Regions from separate parts of the Rattus norvegicus genome. Here region 1 is linked to region 2. A link is a contact called in public Hi-C data. All regions are on one chromosome and are shown on one strand. Each heading gives the region's core, a stretch centred on a gene start, on an enhancer-like site or on the middle of the called end of the contact. The rest is flanking DNA. Distances are from core to core; before and after follow the strand shown. Region 1 holds the start of Plekha5 (pleckstrin homology domain containing A5). Region 2 has its middle 130 kb from the start of Plekha5.

The links. A called contact is a pair of places that touch in the nucleus more often than the background predicts.
Region 1: a contact with region 2 is called in a Hi-C map of Schwann cells, with 3 times the contacts expected there. The contact joins the promoter of Plekha5 here to the enhancer-like site in region 2. A contact is called at or near these places in 4 of 12 Hi-C or Micro-C datasets (Schwann cells, frontal cortex, liver and 1 more).

Annotation. Positions count from the first base shown.
Region 1 is chr4:175,061,285-175,066,860 of GRCr8, reverse strand. Plekha5 (pleckstrin homology domain containing A5) reads right to left here and starts at 1,678. Exons shown (of 32, transcript NM_139340.3): 1 at 1,493-1,678; 2 at 1,289-1,368. The coding sequence starts at 1,584.
Region 2 is chr4:174,927,618-174,933,490 of GRCr8, reverse strand. No RefSeq gene overlaps it. Among named protein-coding and RNA genes, the nearest start is that of Plekha5, 130 kb to the left of the region's middle. Within about 2 kb of position 3,035, at least 17 of the 93 cell types and tissues checked have an H3K27ac peak or open chromatin away from gene starts, as enhancers often do. A contact at or near this core is called in Schwann cells, where this site is marked.

The DNA of each region.
Region 1 (5,576 bases), core at 429-2,928, 130 kb before region 2:
CAAAGACATTCGTGTCATACATAACCCAAACAAGCCTGAAATAATGCCATAAAACATTTGGTTAAATTCTTTTAATCATATATTGTCTTCCATGAAATAATAGTGTCCATGGCCACTAAAGTAACGAGGCTATCAAAGTGCCATATAGTGTACAAAGCAGGCTGAAGCCGAAGACCGAACAGGGAGTTAGGAAGCATGTCGGTTTATTAGTCAGAAATGCCCTAAAAATGTAACCTCACACGCTCGCTGCAGCAGCCTTCCCTTTCCTCCTCCACAGTTTTGCAAATCTGGACACATTATTAGTCAGTTCACTCAACTCCAGCGTTTAACAGAAAAGGCAGGTTTGTTCACCCTTCTGGCAACTTTAATAGGAAATTCTGGGAACCTCAGAGTTGGGGAGAAAAGTACCTAAGGGGACGGCTGAACCGGCCTCACCTTCGACCCAACTGTTCTCAAGCCTTTGCAGTCACCGGGAATAGAGGCGGGCCAGTCTGTGCACTCACGTTACGTTTCAAGCAAACAAGTTGGTTGAATGTAAACAAAGAATGACAAAAGAAAGCCGGACTCGCACTGAAACCACTACAAGCCCTCCTCTGGCTCAACTCAAGCTAGGCATTCAAGAAAGCTATCAAAGCAACCTGAGATGCGTTTCCTCGCAGAACTGGGGCCCGAATGCCCCCATGCGGGACCGCCCTGGCTCGCCCACCGCCTGCTGGTGGTACGTGCAGCTTGGCTGCAGCTACTGGGGACTTTTGAGCCGGGATCACTGGCTGCGGCGGCGCCCGCCGCTCCAGTGTCCTAACTCCAGCTGCTCCTCGGGTCGCAGGAGGGGACTCACCGGCGTTTGGATCACATTGTTGGGGGGGGGGCACTGCAGCACCCCTAACTCTTCCATCAGTCACCTACCCACAGTCCCACTTAGGAGAAGTAGGAGGTGGAGGAGGAGGAGGAAGCTGCTTGGCAGAAGGCAGTTCTCTGGGGAGCAGGGTGAGGATGCGGGACCGTCTCAACGCGGGGGTGCTGGAGTACGGGGAGCAAAGGGGAGCAGGCGAGAAATTCGTGAAGGGTGCTGGAGGCTGAGACGGGGGCGATCTGGGATAGAGGGGCGTCGCCCATCCTACGGGGGTGTCGGGGTAGGGATGGGGACCAGGGCGCAGGAAGAGGGCGCCGTCTCCAAGTGCAGATGAAAAGGCGGAGAAGAAAGGCGCCCCGGGACTCAGTCGCGCGGAGCCCGGAGCACCTCTAACCCCGCCAGGTGGCCCCGAGCCGCAGCCCCGGCTCGTCCTACCTGTGCTCTGCCGCCGGTGCCCGGTGACCACGGCCTCGCCGGTGACCGGGTGCAGCCAGGTGGTGCTCTTGGCCTCCTCGCTGCAGGGAAGAGAAGGGACGGGAGCTGAGCCGCGCGAGGGGCGACCCGCGGGGCCCCCGGCCCGCTCGCTCCCGCCGTCCCCCCCACCCCAGCCGCCCCGCGGCGCCTCCCCCGCCCGCTCACTTGATGAAGAAGACGCGGCCGCCCCTAGTGATCCCGTACGTCCAGGAGCGCGGCAGCGAACAAATCCACTCCAGGTTCAGGTCGGCCGCCATGTCTGCTCCCCGGCCGCCGCCGCCTTGTGCCGCCGCTGCCGCCGCTGCTGAGGAAGGAGGGCGCGAGCGAGCGAGCGAGCGAGCGAGCGAACCGAGCGCAGGGCGCGCGGCCCGGCCCGAGCGCGCCCCCGCTGCCGCCCTACCCCCTCGGGCGGCGCCCTCCCTGCCGCCCCGGCTGAGTCCGGCCCGCGTCGCCGCCCTTCGGCATCTCCGTGGCCGGCCGCCGGCCCGCGCTGCGCTCGCTCGGAGGCTGGGCGAAGCGGCGCCGCGCCCCCGCCAAAGCCCTCCCCCGCGCCCCGCCCGCGCCGCGCGAAGGTTCCGGGGTCGGGTCCCGCCGGCGCCCACCCGGAGGGCTCGGCTCCGAACCCGTGAGGTTTTGCACCAGCTACTGCCTAGCCAGGAGCTACTCAGAGAGACGCCGGGCGTTGAACTGGAAAACTGCTTTTGGGAAAGGCTTTTCTGATGTGTGGCGTGCCAAATAAAGGAGGGTCCACGAGTGAGCTCGGACCACTGAAATGGGACTGATTCAGACTTAAGGTCTTTTTGTTACTGTTTTTTTTTTTTTTCTTCCTAGGCTTCTGAGTCATATAACAGTTTAGAAAATAAAAACTTGCCTTTTCCTCTTCTTAAAAAGATGCACTGGATTATCAACGTGAATTTCTAGGCTCCCGATCTCCCTCATTTATTACAAGGGCAATTTACTTTACGGAGTCCTTGGGATAGTGGACATTTACATCCTGATTGTCTATATTTCACAGAGTTGAGGGGACGGGGGAGGGAAAATATAAAGGAACAAAGGTGATTGTGCCCCGAGTTATGGGGAAAATGGCAAAGCCTGAGTTCAAATCGCCTATAGATTTTCAAGAGTCTGTTTGAATGAATACGTTGCTGTATAGTATTTTTTTTAATGCCTTGACACCCCCACTCCCCTTGTCTTTTGAACAAAGAAAGGGTTCACTACTAGTAAGACCTCCCTTGGCACCAAGAGCACTGTGCTTGCTCCTTACTGCCCCTGATCCGTCATCACACTTGGAATTGTCACCAAGGCTTTGCAGCAAGTGACTCATCCCAAAAGGAGACACAGTTCAATAATAATAGTATAACTTGGCATTCTCGAAGCACCTTTTTTTCCCCTGACCAGTTTTAGGTGCTTCTGAAGCATTATCTCCTTCATCTTCTCAGTAACTAAAATAGGTAAATCATCCTTTTCAACCTTTAAGGAAACCAAGGCACAGGGAGGTCGAATGCCCTTGGCCAAAGCTCCCGATGAGAGTGCATTTTCATTGGCTTTTTCTCCTATCTCCTGACTCCCCAAGGCCATACGTCTCTGGTGAAACAGAGACTGCAATTACTGCTATAATTTTCCTGTCCATCTGCATATACAGGAGGAAAAAAAAAATACCATCGCTGTAATGTTTTCTCTTTGGGGTTCCTTTGTATTCTACTCCTTCATTTCAGTCCTTATTACTTTTTGACATCTTATCTCCTGCCCAGTCTCTGGAAAATATGACTTTTTTTTTTTAAATCAATGAATAGCTAGCAGGAAATGTCCAACATTAGCATCCGTGGTCACTGGAACAGCACAGCAAGGATGTGAAGAGCTGCTGACTCTTGATTCTGCTACCATTGCAAACTAAAAAAAACCTCCCAAATGCCACAGTGGCTTACAAATCTAGTGCTCGATGGTCCTGCTGTGGGCTTTGAATGTTTGAATACCACCGAGAAGTCTCCACGTTGGCTGTGTGCTGTGGTAGGCTTCTATTTAACGCTGGATCTTTTGCTACCACAAGATGTGTTCGCAGAAAGCACATCTCAAAAAGCAATACAGATTAACTTTTGTATCTTTAAAAATCACAACCAAGGGTTAAGGGTGTAGTTCAATAGTAGACTGTAGACTCTATGCTTGAGGTTTGGGGAGGTATTAAGAGAGACAGAGAGAAGGAAGAAAAGAAAAACATTTGCATGGATGTCTCCTGAGATGCTCTGCCAGAACCTCACTGATACAGGTGAGGATGCTTGCAGCTCACCATTGGACTGAGCACAGGGACCCCAGTGGAGGAGTTAGAGAAAGGACTTAAGGAGCCGAAGGGGTTTGTAACCCCATAGGAAGAACAACAATATCAACCAACCAGACTCCCCAGAGCTCCCGGGGACTAAACCGCCAACCAGACAGTACACATGGAGGGACCCATGGCTCCAGTCACATATGTAGCAAAGGATGCCTTGTCTGGCATCAATAGGAGGAGAGGTCCTTGGTCCTGTGAAGGCTCAATGCCCCAGTATAGAGGAATGTTAGGGCAGTGAGGTGGAAGCAGGTGGGTGGGAATGAGAGCATCCTCATAGAAGCAGGGGGAGTAGGAGGGGTAAAGGGGGATAACATTTGAAATGCAAATACATAAAATATCCTAGAAAAGTAAAATTAAAAAAAATTTTTCAAAAAGAAAAAACATCATTTGCAGTTCTCAAATAGTATCTAGAATCTTTCATTTGTTTTTTGTTTGTTTGTTTGTTGAGACAGGATTTCACTGCCTAGCCCTGGCTGTCCTGGAACTTCCTCTGTTGACCTGGCTAAATCAAAGAGATCTGCCTGCCTCTGCCTCCAGAGTGCTGGGACTAAAGGTGTGCACCACCATTCCCTATGTAGTCTAGACTCTCAAGAATAATTCTCTGTGTCCCGAAGTTTGGGGAAAGCAGCAAATAAAAAAGCTAATGATGTGTATACAAAGCGAGACGGGCTTTGACTGGGGTAGATGATAGCCCTCGTGACCTTCAGAGCCGGTAAAAGCAGCTTCAGACGTTACAATGTTGAGGACTCTAAATAATTCCTCACTGTTAATGGGTAAAATTCTTATTCTCTTAAAATCTTCCTGAAGTGCCCTTTCCTTACGGCCACACTTTTTTATCAGGTCTGTTTGATCATGCCTTTCCTATTGCCGACTCTCCTTAACCTTGAGTCAGCCCTGGGCCTGTTTAATTTTCTTCCTGATGCCTCAACCCCTCAATGGAGTTTATTACCCAATAACAAATCCTTTTATCACCTTACACCTCTGCAGGACTGAGTCACGCCTAAACTCATATCCAACGTCTGCTTCTTATTGTCTTTTATATATATATATTTCCAGCCTGTGAGACGATTTGATTTCTTATTTCTTGATTCTGTCTTTTGAGAAGGAACATCCTGTGACTGTCACTTCCTCAAAAGAAGAGGCTTAAGAGTCCTAAGGAAAGGGCCAGTGAGGTAGCCTGAGTTAGATTACATGATGGGAGGAGATAACCTGCTCCTCAAGGTTGTCATCCAACCTCCATCCCCACTCTGACAGCCACACTTCCCCTAAATAAATAAATAAATAAATAAATAAATAAATAAATAAATAAATATTTTTGAAAATCACTGAAAAGAATCACCCTCCCCATTCACAGGGGCACTCCTTGATCTGAAGAACTCCTAGCTCAGAGCACAAGAACACAACAAGGTGACATCTTAGAAAACAACAGATCCATGCGAGATGGCAAAGGAGCTTGCGGCCAAGCCTCTAGGTGCACAGGGTGGAAGGTGAGAAGTCTTACCTCAAAACCCCTGACAAGCACGCGCGCACACACACACACACACACACACACACACACACACACACACACCCCACTAACTAAATCATATATAAGACCCCTGCAAATTCATTTGCTTACCTTTAGGAACTTTAAAAAAAATCACTTATTATTATTATTTTTTTACATGTATGAGGGTTTCGTCTGCCATGTATGTAAAGTGCCGTGTGCATTCAGGGCTCTCTGAGGCCAGAAGAGGGTATCCGGTGCCCTCAAATTGGAGTTGCAAACCTTGTGCGCTGCCTTGTAGGTGCTGGGGATTGAACCTCAGTGAGCTTAAGCACGGGGCCATCTCTCCAGCCCCCACTTATCCTTTTAAAGGGGATTTTTTTTAAAAAGTGACTTCTAGAAAGTAAAGAAAGAGCTTGTGAGAGCAAAGTTTTTTACCT
Region 2 (5,873 bases), core at 1,786-4,285:
TCAAGTTGGACGCTGTTTATGATTCCTGCCCTTCCTTCCCTCCCATCTTCCCTCCTCCTTCCCTCCCTCCCTTATTATCTTTCTCCTTCTCATCTTCCCTCCCTCCCCCTCCCTCCCTCCCTTCCCCTCTTATTTTTGCTTTTATCAGGGTGCCATTAGAATAAAGCCTCGCCATTTCCAACTGTGGTAGGCCACATTTAGAGCTACCCTGGGACAGCCATTGGGCCACAAATGGACATGCCCCTGCCCCGTGTTTTGAAAATGCTCCCCTACAAGAGCTCTGGCGTTTCTGTTTCTGTTTTCTCTTTTTGAGTCTAAGCATTGTCCCCTACATCCTGGCAGTGACAGATTGCACTTCACTTCTCTGTCTCAGGGCATGGCCTCTTTGTGTTCATCTTTGTGCATTGTTTTCAGAACGGCCTTTTCAGGACGCTTATCTCTGTCTATCAGACATGTTCTGCTCTTTCTCAAGCTAGACACTCCTAAGCTCCTTACCTCCTGCTTTCTCCTGCCTCCATGTTGATTTCCATTACTGTTAACTAGATAGAACTGGTAGAATATAGATCTGATGGTGGCCCCAAACCACGTTTATCTGAGTCATTTTACCTCAGCGTTTTCTCTGCCATTTCTTACCTGGATCGCTCTCCCGAATAATTCATGTCTTTCCTAATTGCTATCTCAGAGTTCTTTTTTTTCCCCCACTCAGGGAAACTTAAGGGACTGCAGTGCCCATGTTACCTTTAACCTTCTGGGATGGTTTGCGTATGCTCGTTTCAGGGAGTGGCACCTTCTAAGGTGTGGCCTTGTTGGAGGAAGTGTGTCACAGTGAGAGTGGCCTTGGAAATCTTCCTCCTAGCTGCCTGTGGATGCCCAGTCTGTTTCTGGCTTCCTTTTGGATGAAGATGTGTTGTGGTAAAAATAAAAAGGCAGAAGAACCGGTTCCCATGAGTACTCTGGTGGTCACTAGTTCTGGCTCCAACAGGCCACTGGAACTAGTGCTAATTTGTCTTAGATTTAAGTATCTCTCCTGACGGCTCTCTGCTAGTCACGAACTTTCTGGTTCCAGCTACCGGGTAAAATCTGGGCTCTGGAAGTCTAGCAGGGGCTGGCCTATTATGGCTCCCGGCCAGGGACTCTGCCCACACTCCCAGCAACCGCCCTCTGGTAGTTAAAGTATCAACTCCCAGCTACCAGGTAAAATCAAGACGATAAACTAAAACCTAGCGATCAGATTTATACGTTAAATTCTCAATCCACAATACATACACATAATAAACTTACAACCAATTGATATAAACCGCCCACCTACATAGGATAAATTTGCCTACAGAAATCCATTTCAGCAATTCAAGACCACCTGGATCTGGGTCATCCTCCCTTGTCTCCATCTTGATTCTCCTTTCTTCTCCTTCTCGCCTTCCTTATAAAAGCTATGTCCCTGACATATTTTTTACTATCCAACCATGACCTTGACCTAACTTGCCTGCCTTCAGTTGCATAATGACATCAACTCACAAAGATGTAGAATTCTCAGCTCCATGCACCATGCCTGCCTGAATGCTGCCATGCTTCTACCTTGATGATAATGGACTGAACCTCTGACCTTGTAAGCCAGCCCCAGTTAAATGCTGTAATTTATAAGACTTGCTTTGGTCATGGTGTCTTGTTCACAGCAGTAAAACCCTAGCTAAGACACCTTCCCAGCAGCCATTGAGTTTATGTTATTATTCTTACTATGAGCCAATCATTGTGCTAAGTGGTCCACATGAATTATTTAAAACAGTTCTCATCTCAGAACAGGTAAGTACATGGTATTAGTCATACTTTTTAGATAAAGGTTCAGTGAGAGTAAAACCTATGGAATCTTCTGTGGAGCTACTGAGAGTGACTAAGGTTCAAAAAGAAAAAAAGGAAAAAGAAAATTACTATCTTAGAGTACTTTTCTTTTTGCTATGACAGAATACCTGAGTCTGTCTAATTTATAAAGAACAGAGTTCTGTGGTAGGTCCAGACTGGAAGCTCAGGATCAAGGGAGATTGGGCGTGTGAAGGATCTTTTTGCTGGATCATCTATCCCAGGGTGGAAACTGTTTTATGTTAGGAGAGCAGGCAAGAGACAGAGGGATGGAGGAGGCAAGAGGGCTCATCTTTGGATCAGAGACATTTTCATTTCTCTACTTGCCCTCGATGTGAGTAGTCTTTCCATGAGCTCTTTGGTAGATATTTTCATTTTTAAAAAAATTAAATTTAATGACTTAGTAATCTTTCTTTTAAAGTTTTTGTTCTTTTAGATTTATTTTATGTATATGGGTAGACTGTAGCTGTCTTCAGACACACCTGAAGAGGGCATCAGATCTCATTACAGATGGTTGCGAGCCACCATGTGGTTGCTGGGAATTAAACTCAGGAAGAGCAGTCAGTGCTCTTAACCACTGAATCATTTTAAAGTTTTTGAATTAGTGTTCACGGGATTAAATCTTATTATGACATGTTTTAACAAAATGCCTTTTGGTAGATTCTCCTTCCCTCTTATTTCCTCCTACTTTATTTATTTGACACAATGTCTTTATATGTACCCTAGATGGCCTTGAACTCAAGGACATCCTCCTGCCTGAGCCTCCCAAATGCTGGGATTACAGGCATGGACCATTATACTCAGCCTGGCATCCTGCCTCCCTCCCTCCCAGCCTCTCCCCTCCCAGCCTCCCTCCCTCTCAGCCTCCCTCCCTCCCTCCCTCATCCATCCTTTCCTTCCCCCATGTCTCTCTGAATCTTTCTGCCTCTCTGTCTCTCTTTCTCTGTCTCTCTTTGTCTCTGTCTCTCTTTCTCTGTTTCTGTCTCTCTGTCTCTGTTTGTCTCTGTCTCTGTCTCTGTCTCTCTCTGATTAACTTTTTTAACTTATTCTCTCCCTACCCCACCCCCAGAGGTTGAAGCCTGCACTAAAAGGAAAGCTATGCTCTGCCTCTGGTATGGCCAAGGCACCAGGTCAGGAGGGCGCCTGGGAGCCTGGCCAAGTCCCAGGGGATGCTGTGAAGCCCAGGCAGCAAGCTCATGTTGAGAGCTGGCTCTCTGCCTTCAGCACCCACACTGTTTCCACAGAGGCAGAACCAGGAGCATCTGTCATCTGTCTCAGTGGTCAGGCCAGCTCTGGGCTTAACATTTCCTTTTGAGAAGTTTTTGTTTCAATATTTGGTCCATTAAAAAAAAATAAGTCTTTGACTTCATTTTGTGCTGGGAACATTTTATTTTTTTATTTTCTGGGGATAAGGCTCTGTGAGCACTTGTACCAATCTGTGGCTTGCTTTTTTTCCCCCTCCTGTCACAAGATCTTTCAAATAGCAAAAGGATAAGTTTTGTTGTTGCTGCTGAAATTTATTTATTTTTCTTTCTTAGGGGTGTGTCTTTCTGGGTCCTGCCTAAGAAATATTTCTCCTTTCTCATACCATGAAAGGATTTTCAAGAAATTTTATCTCAAGAAATATATTAGTTTCATTGAAGTTTTCTGACTTGGGAGCAGAATTTCACTCATTTGTTATGGTCAAGAATTTGAGGCTAGCCTGGGTTAAATGAGACTGCATTTCAAACCACCACCACCACCACCACCACCACCACCACCACCACCACCACCACCACAACAACAACAACAACAACACAGAGCTGTACACTTTTGGAGGTCAGAGGCTTGGAGGACTCACAGGTTTTGGGGATCAAGCTGATGTGGTCAGGCCTTGGGGCTCATACCTTTTTCCCGTTGAGTCTTTTGCTTGTCCTGTAATGATTACTTTTAATTGTCAACTGACGATCTAGAATCAGTGGGGAAAGAGTCCCAGTGAGGGATTGTCTAGATCAGGGTGGCCTGTGAACACGTCTGTAGGGTACCGTGAGTAGACAGGACCCAGACTTGCGTGACAGCAGGGAAGTGGAACTGGGCACTGCCGTGCGGTCACTGGTCTCTGTTCCTGGTTGTGGTGGTGATGAGGTCATTTCCTCAGAGCTCCTTCCTCTGATCTCCCACAATGATGGACAATAATCTGAAAGTGTGAGCTAAACAAACGGTCTCTTCACGTGGTTGCTCTTACCAGGGTTATTTTATCAGATCAATAGAAACTTCAGACAGGCCTAACGTACCCTGACTATCTTTACCCAGGCCTGGACTTTTTATCATTCCAATGTGCTGCATTGGTAGGAAATTTTGTGTGTGTGTGTGTGTGTGTGTGTGTGTGTGTGTGTGTGTGTGTTTGTGGGCTAAGATAATTGGTATTTAAGATACGTTTATTGACCAGAAATGATGTGTAGATATCTATAAATGTGATATAAAGAATATAAAGATAGAACACAGAATTGCATCATCATATTACGTTTTAATAAGAATTTGGATGCCCATCAACTCAAAAGTCTTTGAGGAAGCACTCAGGCCAAAGATTACATCTGATTGAATTTTATCCTTAATGGAAGGTCCTGTTTTTGTTCTGAGTAGATTAGGAGAAATGTTCCTGCAGTCGTATTTCTTGGAAGATGTTTGAATGCCCACAGGACTGAATTCAGCAAGTTCCGGAGTTGTAAAGCCTTTTTAATGCTCACATATTAATAAAAATTTGCATGCATTTTCATATTTGGCCAGAAAGTTGCTCTCGTTACCAAAATACCTTTTAGTAATACTATATGGGTAGTGATGTTATCTACTAGGTAAATTTGGAGATTATAGACACTTTATTTCAGAAAGACAGGCAACAAAAGACAGTCAGGGTCCCTGAGAAGGAAGGAATGAGATGTGAGATCAGAGATCAGTTCACACATGGAAGCTGCTGAAAAAGTGGGTACAGAGAGTCGCCCCCAAACCTGAGGAGCCTGGGACCCACATGGTACAAGGAGAGGCTCAATTCCCAAATGCTGTTCTCTGACCCGCACACAACACACACACACACACACACACACACACACAGACACACACACACATCACACACAGACACATAAACATCACACACACACACATAGAGACACACACACATATCACACACACACATCACACACACACAGAGACACACAGAGACACACACACATATCACACACACACAGACACACACACATCACACACACAGACACACATCACACATACAGACACACATCACACACAGAGACACACACACATATCACACACATCACACACACATCACACACACAGAGACACACAGAGACACACACATCACACACACAGACACACACAGAGACACACACATATCACACACACACACACACACACACACACACACACACACACACACACACACACTGGAAAAGTTAACTTCAAGGCAAAAGAAGATGAATTTACAAACTATGCCTGTTCCTAACATCCTCACATTTCGCTGGTGTTGGTTACAAATGAGGCCACGAAGATCTATAGTTTCATTTTGCAAGTTCACCGAGTCCCTGCTGGAACTCCCAGTCATTCCTGACACATGCTCACATATACTCAGTGCTTTTCCATTTAAGCCTTCTCTTTGGGAACCGTTGGCTGATGGCTGACGGGTGGCAGCTGGCGTTTCCTCCAAGGAAAACCCATCTCCCTATGCAGTCTACTTTCTTACAATGTCCTCAAGGCTGCTAAATCTCCTGAGATCTGCCCAGAGCAGACTCCTTTCCATTTTCACTGTGACAGTGGAGCCATGCTGGGCTGTGTGCTGAAACAATGGCTGCCTTTTGGCCAGCTTTACCTGGAACACTTTTAGCCCCGCCCCCACTTCCCGAGGCTCCCGGAGTATAAACAGCCTCTGTGGCTGGCTCCTTTCCCTGTGACAATTCAGACCCTGTCCCTGATTGAAAACGGACCCTTTGAATTTGTCGTCATCTGGACCCAGGCATCCTTCTCATATTACA